2 separate regions of the Mus musculus genome follow, and region 2 is linked to region 1. A link is a contact called in public promoter capture Hi-C data. All regions are on one chromosome and are shown on one strand. Each heading gives the region's core, a stretch centred on a gene start, on an enhancer-like site or on the middle of the called end of the contact. The rest is flanking DNA. Distances are from core to core; before and after follow the strand shown.

Evidence for each region. Capture Hi-C pulls out chosen DNA fragments and counts their contacts.
Region 2: a contact with region 1 is called in a promoter capture Hi-C map of liver, with 2.5 times the contacts expected there. The contact joins the promoter of Rps11 here to the promoter of Zfp36 in region 1. A contact is called at or near these places in 1 of 39 promoter capture datasets (cranial neural crest), 1 of 484 Hi-C or Micro-C datasets (CD4 T cells) and 1 of 9 other capture datasets (liver).

The regions. Positions count from the first base shown.
Region 1 is chr7:28,377,065-28,382,561 of GRCm38.p6, reverse strand. It overlaps Zfp36 (zinc finger protein 36), which reads left to right and starts at 3,334. Exons shown (of 2, transcript NM_011756.4): 1 at 3,334-3,388; 2 at 4,069-5,497. The coding sequence starts at 3,365. The coding sequence ends at 5,004.
Region 2 is chr7:45,121,170-45,126,458 of GRCm38.p6, reverse strand. Rps11 (ribosomal protein S11) reads left to right here and starts at 2,070. Exons shown (of 5, transcript NM_013725.4): 1 at 2,070-2,162; 2 at 2,909-3,040; 3 at 3,221-3,296; 4 at 3,501-3,630; 5 at 3,901-4,071. The coding sequence starts at 2,148. The coding sequence ends at 4,024. It overlaps Rpl13a (ribosomal protein L13A), which reads left to right. Exons shown (of 8, transcript NM_009438.5): 7 at 222-344; 8 at 427-896. The coding sequence ends at 513. It overlaps Mir150 (microRNA 150), which reads right to left and starts at 4,702; the gene lies at 4,638-4,702. Snord35b (small nucleolar RNA, C/D box 35B) reads left to right here and starts at 3,348; the gene lies at 3,348-3,434. It also overlaps Snord35a.

The sequences.
Region 1 (5,497 bases), core at 2,085-4,584:
ATAACTAGGAACTTCCCGTAACACATGCCGAGTGAGCACAGCTCCCCATACAGTGGGCACAGTACAGGTGGCATACTGGTTGTCCTCCCATGCAACAACCTCCCTGCCTGGACCACACTCACAGGCAATCACGACTGGCACACACACACACACACACACACACACACACACACACACACACACGTGCTGCGTGTGGCACACACACACACACACACACACACACACACACACACACACACACACACACACACACACACACACGTGCTGCGAGTACACGGCCCCTGCCCGCCCACTGGCTCTCACACCCCCGCGTTTCCCGTCCCTGCTTGTTTTTCTGGAAACTCAGCTCAGAGTTCACCTCCCCCTAGGCCGGAAGTGCTTGCTATATTTTTAGCCTCTCTGGTTTCCGCCCCTTTCTCTACCCCAGCCCCCAACCCCAGCGCGCACAGGACGTGGCCGCCTGCCCTGAGGGACCTTGGCCATCCCCTTCCCCACCGTCATTCCAGAGGGGATTCCCGGCCACTGTCTGGGCCGCGGATTTTCCCCGCTGGCTACGTGGGGAGCAGGGAGGAGTCAGGCTATGAACTTCCTCCTGGGATTGGGGCACACAAGCGGGGGCTGGACAGAACCCCGGACTCCTAGATCCAGAGAAAAGGGGCTTGGGGCCTAGATCTTTAAGTCTTAGACCTCTAGGTCGGAGGGAAGAGGGCCGCGAGTCTAAGGGAGCATAAGTGGGGCCTGGATTCCTGGTGCTGAAGGAGGTGATCTGTGTGTCTGGACCACTGGACAAGGAAAGGAACGGGTTGAGAGCCAAGGCACAAGGTGTGGGGCAGAAAAGAGCTAGCACCTGGCCCCGTATTTTAGATGACGACACACTTTGTGAGTCCTACGGCTTAAAGTCTTCATTTTCAGAGGGGTTGTCCTGCTTAAACCGTCTTCTATCCCCAACGCCCGCATCCTTTAGAGAGTAGCCCAATACCAGGCATCCAAGCTTTAATCCCAGTGACTCAGCAGATAGAGGAGGGGGCCAGGCTGAGTCAGGAATGGCAAAAGGTTCCCAGTCTCCAGGGAATCGAAACTGGAATTACTCCTCCATGATCCAGTCCCTGCTGGCCTCCAAAAAACCCCGACATGCCCCACCCCAACCCTCGCTTTTTGCGTTTGGTCCTAAAATTGGCTGGCTCAGGGATTTGTAAACTGGGCGGGAGGCAAGTTTTTGTGCCCCTCCTTCCCTTCTTTTCCCGTTGTCCTCGAGACTGTTTACAACAGACTGGAACCCTGGTTACAAGAGAAGGAACCCAAGCGTCCGGGCTGAGCGTCCTCGTCACGGCTTCCAGGAAGCCCCCCCTCCCCCGCCCTAAGCGAGTGAGTCACGGGCGAGCGGGAGGCCGCAACCGTGCCACAGCAGCCTATGGCCCGCCCTGCTCACGGGACCAGCCCAGGAAGGCCCCTTGGCCCCAGAAAGCGCTGCACCAGGGATTCCCCCCAACCCCCTCTCCTATGAGGCAAGCCAGTAAGTAGCCTGGCAGAATCTCCCTACCTCGATACGCAACGCACCGTGTGAGAACTTCCCAGCATGGTAATTACACTCCTGGCAATGATAACCCCCATACACAAGAACTCTTTTTCACTGGAGATATCCTTGAAATAACACTTTTGACTTGGGTGTGGCGGCCATGCCTGTAATCCTAACACTACTTGGGTGGTGGAGACTGGAGGATCGCAAGTTCCAAGCCGGCTAAGGAGACCGACTGAAAAGCAAAAACCTTACAGATCTCCAGAGAGTTGAGTTAAGACTGCTTGCATTACTAGAAACCCATTCAACGTTGAAGGTGGCCCATTCTTTCAATAGAGCAGAGCTTCCTCCCTAATAAAAGACGTAAGCTGTTCCAACCTTGAGTTTTCGGAAGCAAAACCTCTTAATTTAAACTGCAGCTTGGGTAAATGTGCTATCCAGCCATGCTAGACTAGGGGGTTGGAAGGGCACTGCTGAGCTACAGCTCAGAGCGGTCCCTACCTGGACCAACTGTCTTACAGGTTCTGTGCCTTCAGGTTTAAGTTTTTATTTCGCCTTTCTATCTTTCTGTAACCCACTTCCTCGCCTAGATTTGTTTCCCAGTCCCCTCTCCCTGTCTTACTGTCTCCCCACTTTGTAAATGTCATCTTTTTTTCTTTCTATAATAGGGTTGGCTCTAAGGAGTACATACCAAGTCGCTGAGACTTCGTTTTACTTCCTCCTTACCTTCGTGGTTTCTCTTTTTTTTTTTTTTTTTTTTTAAAAGTAGGACCTGGAACTCAATCAATAGCTTAGTCTGACATTGAACGCCTGATCCCCCTTCCTCCACCTCCAAATGCCAAGATTACAACCATATGCCACTGTCTTGTCTTTTGTTTTGTTTTTCAAGACAGGGTTTCTCAGCCGAGCATGGTGACACACGCCTTTGATCCCAGCACTCCGGAGGCAGAGGCAGGCGGATTTCTGAGTTCAAGGCCAGCCTGGTCTACAAAGTGAGTTCCAGGACAGCCAGAGCTATACAGAGAAACCCTGTCTCGAAAAACAAAAACAACAAACAAACAAAAAAGACAGGGTTTCTGTGTGTAGTCCTGGCTGTTCTGGAACTCACTCTGTAGACCAGGCTAGCCTCGAACTCATAGAAATCCGTCTGCTTCTGCCTTCCAAGTGCTGAAATTAAAAGTTTGGGCCATCAGTGATCTGGCATCTTTTTACTTCCTAAGAAAAGGGTCTCACCAAGTTACTCAAGCTGCCCTAGAACCCACTGTATAGTGGAGCCAGGCCTTGAACTACCAGTCTCCTGCCTCAGCCTCCCTGAGGGGCCGGAATCACAGTCCTAAACCAGCAGATCCTACTTGTGAATGTCTCTCACTGTCTCTTTGTTTTTCTCTCGGCTTCTGGCCATCTCTGTCTCTTCCAACTTGTCTCTCCCCGCCCCCGTCTGTCTCACACGCACACGCCCTCAGTCTCTGCCCTTGTCAATTGTCCCTAGAGCCCTGCCCCCACTTCTGCCCCAGTTCTCTTCCCGACTGCCTTCCACCTCTGAAAAACACTAGGACGCCCCGCTACCATCACCTCCAGTTGGTCGTACACAACCCTCCCTACTACCCCCCGAGAGGGGCCGGAGCTGCGGGAGGGCCAAGTTCAGGCACATTTTGCATGCTAACCAGCAGATAGGCGGAAGGGGCCTAGTACCAGGCCGGCCGAGCTACGCCGCGGGGGCGCGTCCCGGAAGCTCTAGTGGCCACGCCCCCAGGCCGCCCCATAAAAGGAGAAAGCTCCTGCTGCGGGCCACAGCCTGACTTCTGCGAACCGACAGTCGGTCTCTTCACCAAGGCCATTCGCGCCACCATGGATCTCTCTGCCATCTACGAGGTGAGTACCTGTTAGACAGCATCCCGGGATCCCCGACGCACCAAACTTAGGCCCGGGACGCCTCCGTACCTTCTCAGACTAGCCCTGGCTGGCTGGAAATGAGAGAGGGAGCCAGCGAGCCTAGCGCCTCGGTCCAGATACCGGCGATCCCCTTGGGACGAAAAGCTGGCACACTGCTGTCACTCGCGTAGGGCGGAAGCGGCATCACACCTGTCTAGTGCCCTTCGCTGCCCATGGCGCGGTTTGGTGGCCAAGCAGGTGCTAAGGTTGAGGTAGGGGGGGAGTTGACAGGGTAAGAGTTCTAGAGAGATCTGGCCTCCTGGGTCAGCTTTGGCCGGCTCCTTCAAGTTGTGAAACGAGCGCCCGGTGGGCGGTCATATGGGGGGGGGGGGAGTCCTAGAGGCCCAAAGTTGGCGAGCAGCAGTGTGCTTTGATTTGGGGGGGAACCCTCTCTCGATCGGGGATACTGGGCTTCCTAGATCCTTCTGGATTACCTTCAGTCATGTGGAAACACTCAAATCTCTGTAGTCAGGTTCTCCCTGGAGTTTGTGTGAGCCGGGTGGGGCTCAGGCCGAGAACCCACAAACCGGACTGGCAAGCTCGTGAAGTGCTTTACAACAGGGGCGGGGCGACGTCACCTTACCTTTTCTGGTGGCCTAACCGAACCCTGTTCCTCTCAGAGCCTCCAGTCGATGAGCCATGACCTGTCATCCGACCACGGAGGAACCGAATCCCTCGGAGGACTTTGGAACATAAACTCGGACTCCATCCCGTCTGGGGTCACCTCTCGCCTGACTGGCCGCTCCACTAGCCTGGTGGAGGGCCGAAGCTGTGGCTGGGTACCCCCACCCCCTGGTTTTGCACCTTTGGCTCCCCGCCCAGGCCCTGAGCTGTCACCCTCACCTACTTCGCCTACTGCAACTCCCACCACCTCCTCTCGATACAAGACCGAGCTCTGTCGGACCTACTCAGAAAGCGGGCGTTGTCGCTACGGGGCCAAGTGCCAGTTTGCTCACGGCCTGGGTGAACTTCGCCAAGCCAATCGCCACCCCAAGTACAAAACGGAACTCTGCCACAAGTTCTACCTCCAGGGCCGCTGCCCCTATGGCTCTCGATGCCACTTCATCCACAACCCCACCGAGGACCTAGCTCTCCCTGGCCAGCCCCATGTGCTGCGACAAAGCATCAGCTTCTCCGGCTTGCCCTCAGGCCGCAGAAGCTCGCCGCCACCTCCAGGCTTTTCTGGCCCTTCCCTGTCCTCTTGTTCCTTTTCGCCTTCCAGCTCCCCACCGCCCCCTGGGGATCTTCCACTTTCCCCTTCTGCCTTCTCTGCTGCCCCTGGGACCCCTGTGACTCGAAGAGACCCTAACCAGGCCTGTTGCCCCTCCTGCCGAAGGTCTACTACCCCCAGCACCATCTGGGGGCCCTTGGGTGGCCTGGCTCGGAGCCCATCTGCCCACTCTCTGGGATCCGATCCTGATGACTACGCCAGCAGCGGCAGCAGCCTGGGGGGGTCAGACTCACCTGTCTTTGAGGCAGGGGTGTTTGGGCCTCCCCAGACCCCTGCACCCCCAAGGCGTCTCCCCATCTTCAATCGTATCTCTGTCTCTGAGTGACAAGTGCCTACCTACCCAGTATGGATCAGCTAGATCTCAAAGAGAGGGCAGGGACTGCTCATTGCTGTGGGGACCTGGGGCACTCCTCTAAGTTAATAAGTCCCATCTTCTGGACATTCCAAGATGCAATAACCCATTTCCCTGGTGCTGGGCTGGGGCAGGTCCCTAGTTTGCAAATTCAGTGTTTGGGTGGATCCGTTCCTAGGGTACCTAAGATGTTTGAGGGAGACAGTTGACAGTTGGTCTTCCAGGCCCCAAGTCTTCTGTTGTTTTTGAGATAGGAGCTTATTATGGTACCCCAGGCTGGCTTTGAACTCAATATAATCCTGCCTTAGCCTTTTCCAAGTTCTGGGGTTACAGGTATGCACCAGCCCCTCTGCAACTCTGGTCTCCTGGAATCTTAAGTGCTGTGAAGAGCCGGCTCCCACAATACTATCCTAATTTTTACTAGACCCTGAAGTTCAGTGTCCGGTGGTCGAAGCCTCTCCTGAGA
Region 2 (5,289 bases), core at 821-3,320, about 17 Mb before region 1:
TTAGGCTTGTGAGCCTCAAGACTGGCACATGATGTTCTTATTCTCACGATGGTCTTCGGATGCCACAGTTAGGGCAGTGCCGATAATGCCAAAGGCTAAGCTGATGCCAGGAGGGCTCCCGTGCTGGGGATGAGTCCTTGAAATAGGGTCCCTAGGCCCTCCGGCTCACCCTTGTGCTGCTGGGGCACATTCCATGTCCTTACAGCCTTGTGCCTCTGCAGTTTGCTTACCTGGGGCGTCTGGCGCATGAGGTCGGGTGGAAGTACCAGGCAGTGACAGCCACTCTGGAGGAGAAACGGAAGGAAAAGGCCAAGATGCACTATCGGAAGAAGAAGCAGATCTTGGTGAGGACGGACACTGAGATCCAGGATTAGGGGGGCGCAGGTGAGAAGCAACCGCTCTGACATGTGTCTTTTCACACCACAGAGGTTACGGAAACAGGCAGAAAAGAATGTGGAGAAGAAAATCTGCAAGTTCACAGAGGTCCTCAAGACCAACGGACTCCTGGTGTGAACCCAATAAAGACTGTTTGCCTCATGCCTGCCTGGCCTGCCCTTCCTCCGCCGCCAACTAGGGAAGTGGGGACCAAAGGTTCCTTAGGCACTGCTCCTGTGGGTAGAGGGGACATTAGAGAGCTGACAGCGCACCACCTGCATGAGTTTTTATTAAAGTGCAAACCATGGGATGAATCAGTTGAGCTTCAGTGTTGAAAATGAGTAGCAGGGCTGCCCCACCCACCTGACCAAGTACCCTATTCTGCAGCTATGAAAATGAGATCTGCACATGAGCTGGGGTTCACAAGTGCACACTTGGAGCACTGCCTTGCTCCTTCCCAGCAGACCACAAAGCAGTATTTTTCTGGAGGATTTTATGTGCTAATAAATTATTTGACTTAAGTGTGTACGATGTGTGCTGTGCAGAGAGGGGCAGAGGGCACCAGCAGGTCATCTGCATGGGGGGCCCCTTTGGGTGAATCCTTGCTCACGGGATAGGCTTTGTTGCTCAAAAGTTGCAGATATACATCTTGGGTCCTGTCCTAGATGGTGTTACTGTAAGTCAGCACCAAGATACAAGAGCTGGTACCTGGACTGTAGGAGGTCAGGCCATGACACAAAGGCTGGGACTAAAGGCATTTACCACGCCTGAGTCTTCTGGTTCTTTAAACATCAAATCCTTCCGGGGGCTGGCGAGATGGCTCAGTGGTTAAGAGCACAGACTGCTCTTACGAAGGATCCGAGTTCAAATCCCAGCAACCAAATGGTGCCTAACAACTATCCATAATGAAATCTGATGCCCTCTTCTGGAGTATCTGAGAACAGCTACAGTGTACTTACATATAATCTTAAAAATGCTTCCCATGTTAACCACCACTAGAGTTTTTATTACAGCTAGCTGACCTGGAAGCCAAGTCCTTATGCCTCCGTGAGTGCTGGGGTTAAAAAGATCCAGCACCACTCAAAATGTCAATCTATTTTGAAAATATGCTTTATACTGTTCTAGCCCATCTGTGCAGGGCTAGAACGGTGAATACGAGAAACTGACACAAGCTTTTGCCACCTGGCTAAATGGTTCCTCTATTACCTGGGGTGGTCACCTAAGGTTAGACACTCATCCACGAGTAGTCAGGACATAAACCCATCAAAGTGTGGGTAGACGCGCAGCCTGAGATACTGTCAACAAAGGACATGCGACCTTGGTGACGTCGGCCTTTAATAAAAGGAAGAAAGGTTGACTATTCGGTCGACGCTGGCTGCTCCTGACATCGTATGGCAGATACTCTGCTGTAAAGCGGTTCACCCCTTTCTTGAGACCCGCTCTGCACGGCCGCTTCTCTCTGGAAACTGAATCCCAGCACGTGTTTCCCAACCCGTACGGCACGCCTTCTCCGCCCTAAGCCTCGCCGTACCACATGATGCACGTTTCCTCCACATCGTGCTCCTGAAATCTCGCGAGATGATAGGATCTTCCCGCCCCTTAGTCCTCCCCCGTCATGGCGGCGTACGGACAGTCCCAGGAACGCGGGCTCTCGCCGGAAGTACCTCCCACCTCCGTGAGGATAACCCCGCGTCACTTCCGCCCCGACCTCGCGTGGTGAATAAGGAAGCCGGGAGCGGCCCTGCCTCTCCCTTTCTCCGGCGGCCGGGAAGATGGCGGACATTCAGGTTCGAGCGTTTAGTTGCTTTCCCCCGACGCTTCGGTGTGGAGCGTATCCCTTGGCGTCCTCGTTGTCTTACGCATTAGCTGAAGCGAGGATGCCTGCGAATGCCTTCGTCTCAGGCGGCTCGGAAATCCGGGCTCTACGCAGTAATGGGGTCCCTGGCGCTTCGGGAGTTGGTTCTTAAAGCTCAGAGCTTAACGGGTGAGGGATTGTGGCGGGAGGAGGGCATCCTGCGGCGCGGGAGTCCTGCGGCGGCAGAGCCGGGGACACTGGGTAAAGCAGGTTTTTTCCCCTTGATGGAGACTGAGGCCCGGACCTCGTGCGCTCTACGGCAGGGCTGCGGTCCCGACCTCGCTGTAGTTTTCAGTGTGAGCGCAGCTCTGGCCTCGATGAGCTTAGGCTTGTCTTAAACTTGCCATCCTGCCTCAACCTCAACCGGGATGACAGATCCGGCCCACCAGGCTCGGCTACGTGGACATAAGCTTGAATCCCGAATGAGTGGATTTGTATGTTTTGGAGGTCCAGTCTGGCTGAAAAGCTCTTTTTGATCTCAGCCGTGAGTTCTGCAGGCTGTGGAGGTGTTAGATGGGACGCAGTGTGTGAGCTAAACTAGACTTGGGGTGGTTGGAGAGCCCTGACCAGCCGGTTTTGGCGATTGGGGCAAATAAGGTTGAAGGTAGGAAGGAAGAAATATTGTCTCTGATTTCCTTGAACTTTACCTGCAACCTCACCAAATTCTCATCCCTACAGACGGAGCGTGCTTACCAAAAGCAGCCTACGATCTTTCAAAACAAGAAGCGGGTTCTGCTGGGAGAAACCGGCAAGGAAAAACTCCCTCGGTACTACAAGAATATCGGTCTAGGCTTCAAGACGCCTAAAGAGGTACAGGACCCTCCAGCAGATGAGATCCCTGCTGCCCTGCACGTGTGGGAGCACAGCCACCCCGCCCCCTTCACAGTGGCTTCCCATGGGCCCCTGGGAATTGTAGTATGGGCCCTGAGGCGTCATCCTTGGTTCTGTTTAGGAAGTGGTAATCTAAACCCCACTTTCTTAACTTTGCAGGCTATTGAGGGTACCTACATAGACAAGAAATGCCCCTTCACTGGTAACGTCTCCATCCGAGGTCGGATCCTGTCTGGTGAGTGGGATGTTGGAAGGGTGGTTCTAGGTTCCTGCGTCCAGGGGCGCTGGCAAGTGATGTCTGTTCTCACGATGGTCTTCAGATGTCCTCTAGGGCACTGCTGAGACAGCCAGTTGACAAAGCTGATGCCATAAATGGAGCTTCTTGGGAGCCCCGTTCAACTGACTCCTACCTGCTAACACCTTTCTGTTACTCTCCCAGGTGTCGTGACGAAGATGAAGATGCAGAGGACCATTGTCATCCGCCGGGACTATCTCCATTACATCCGAAAGTACAATCGCTTTGAGAAGCGTCACAAGAACATGTCTGTGCACCTGTCCCCCTGTTTCAGGTGACTCTGGTAGCTTGGGATAATGACTCTAGACAAGACAGTCACTGGCTAGGCTGGAGGTGTCCCATGGGCAGAGCAGTGTGGGGTCCAGGAGTGTGTAGACTGCTGTGTGAACGTCTGGGAACTAGAAGTTGTAGTTTGTTAGTCTTAGCAACTGCGTAGATGGTGACTGGTTGGGTGGAGCAAGGGTGGCCCCCACCCCTTTGGCCTGTCTGGATGAAGGAATTGCTGGGGAGGCCCCTCCTGAAGACTCCTTGTCTGACCCCACAGGGATGTACAGATCGGAGACATTGTCACAGTTGGAGAGTGCAGGCCCCTGAGCAAGACTGTGCGATTCAATGTGCTCAAGGTCACCAAGGCTGCTGGCACCAAGAAGCAGTTTCAGAAGTTCTAAGGGGACTCTGGCCAATGCCCTAGAACAAATAAAGTTATTTTCCAACGTACAGAACAGGCTTGGAGTCTCATGTGTCCTGGGACAGAGCAAAGATTGCCAGGGCTTTCCTGAGCTGGAGGTATCTGCTGCATTTATGAGCCTCTAAATCTTGGTAACCAAGTAGAACACCCAGGGTCAGCTACCTGGTGCAGGCAGCCCCTGCTCTGCCTGCCTCTCAGGAGGAAGTAAGGGTGGAGCCTCTGACCTTAGTTTAGGTCTGAGCTCTTCAGTGTCCCTGGGAACCACCTGGGTCTCTGGTCTTCCCATACTCACCTTGCAGGTGAAGACACCTAGGAAGGGGCAAGTTCTCCAACTTGAGTATCATGATCTGCTTGAACCCCTGTAGCCACTGCCTCCCCTCTGGCTTATGTCCAGGGACAGGGCCAACAAGGACAGGAACCCTTCAGCAGTGAGATGAGAAGAAGGCCCCAGGTTGTCCAGGATGGATGTTGGAGTGATGGGAACACCCACTTAGGAAGGGACCCAAGGCATCCCCTGTATGTAGGCCAAACCTGGGGAAAAGTCCCTTGGCTGGAGGGAGAAGCTGGAGTTGTTGCTGCTGGGGTTCCCAAGTCCCTATCCCCCAGGCCTGTACCAGGGTCTGAGGCACAGCACTGGTACAAGGGTTGGGAGACAGGGCATTGAGAAGAGTCCTCTGCCTGCAAGAGATGCTGCGGAAAGCACTGCTTCACCACGGCCTTCTGCATTTAACCAGGCTGCTGAGGGAGGGGGTTCCTGTCAAAGGAAGTGGGCCTGCATCAAAGCGAGCAGGAAGGGGCAGGGACAGGTCAGGAGGGGCACCGCCCAAGCTGGGTGCCTGCCAGCCACCCAGGAGTAGAGCCACTAAGCAGAGGAGGGGCGAGCCCCAGAGCTACAGGGGACAGGGACCCTGAGGAATCTAAAGCCAATTGTTGAGAGGTGTGGCCCCCTCCAGCCGCAGGTGCTTCCGTTCCGGGTGGGGCTGTGTTTACAACAGCCCAGCTCCCCTGTTTCCTCTCAGGGGTGCTTGGGGCTTCACCTTTCAAAGTTGCAGAGTCTGTGAGGGAGGGGACACCTGAGAGAAGAGAGACCCCTGACGACCCCTCAGCAGTTTAGTCATCTGCAGAGTGGAGGTTGTCTTCTTAGGCCTTTGCACAAATGAAGAACACTGCCTGAGAGCCTAGCACTTCCCCTACTGCACTCTGGTTTGTCAAACCCCAGTGCCAGCCACGCCTGGCACCTCTCCC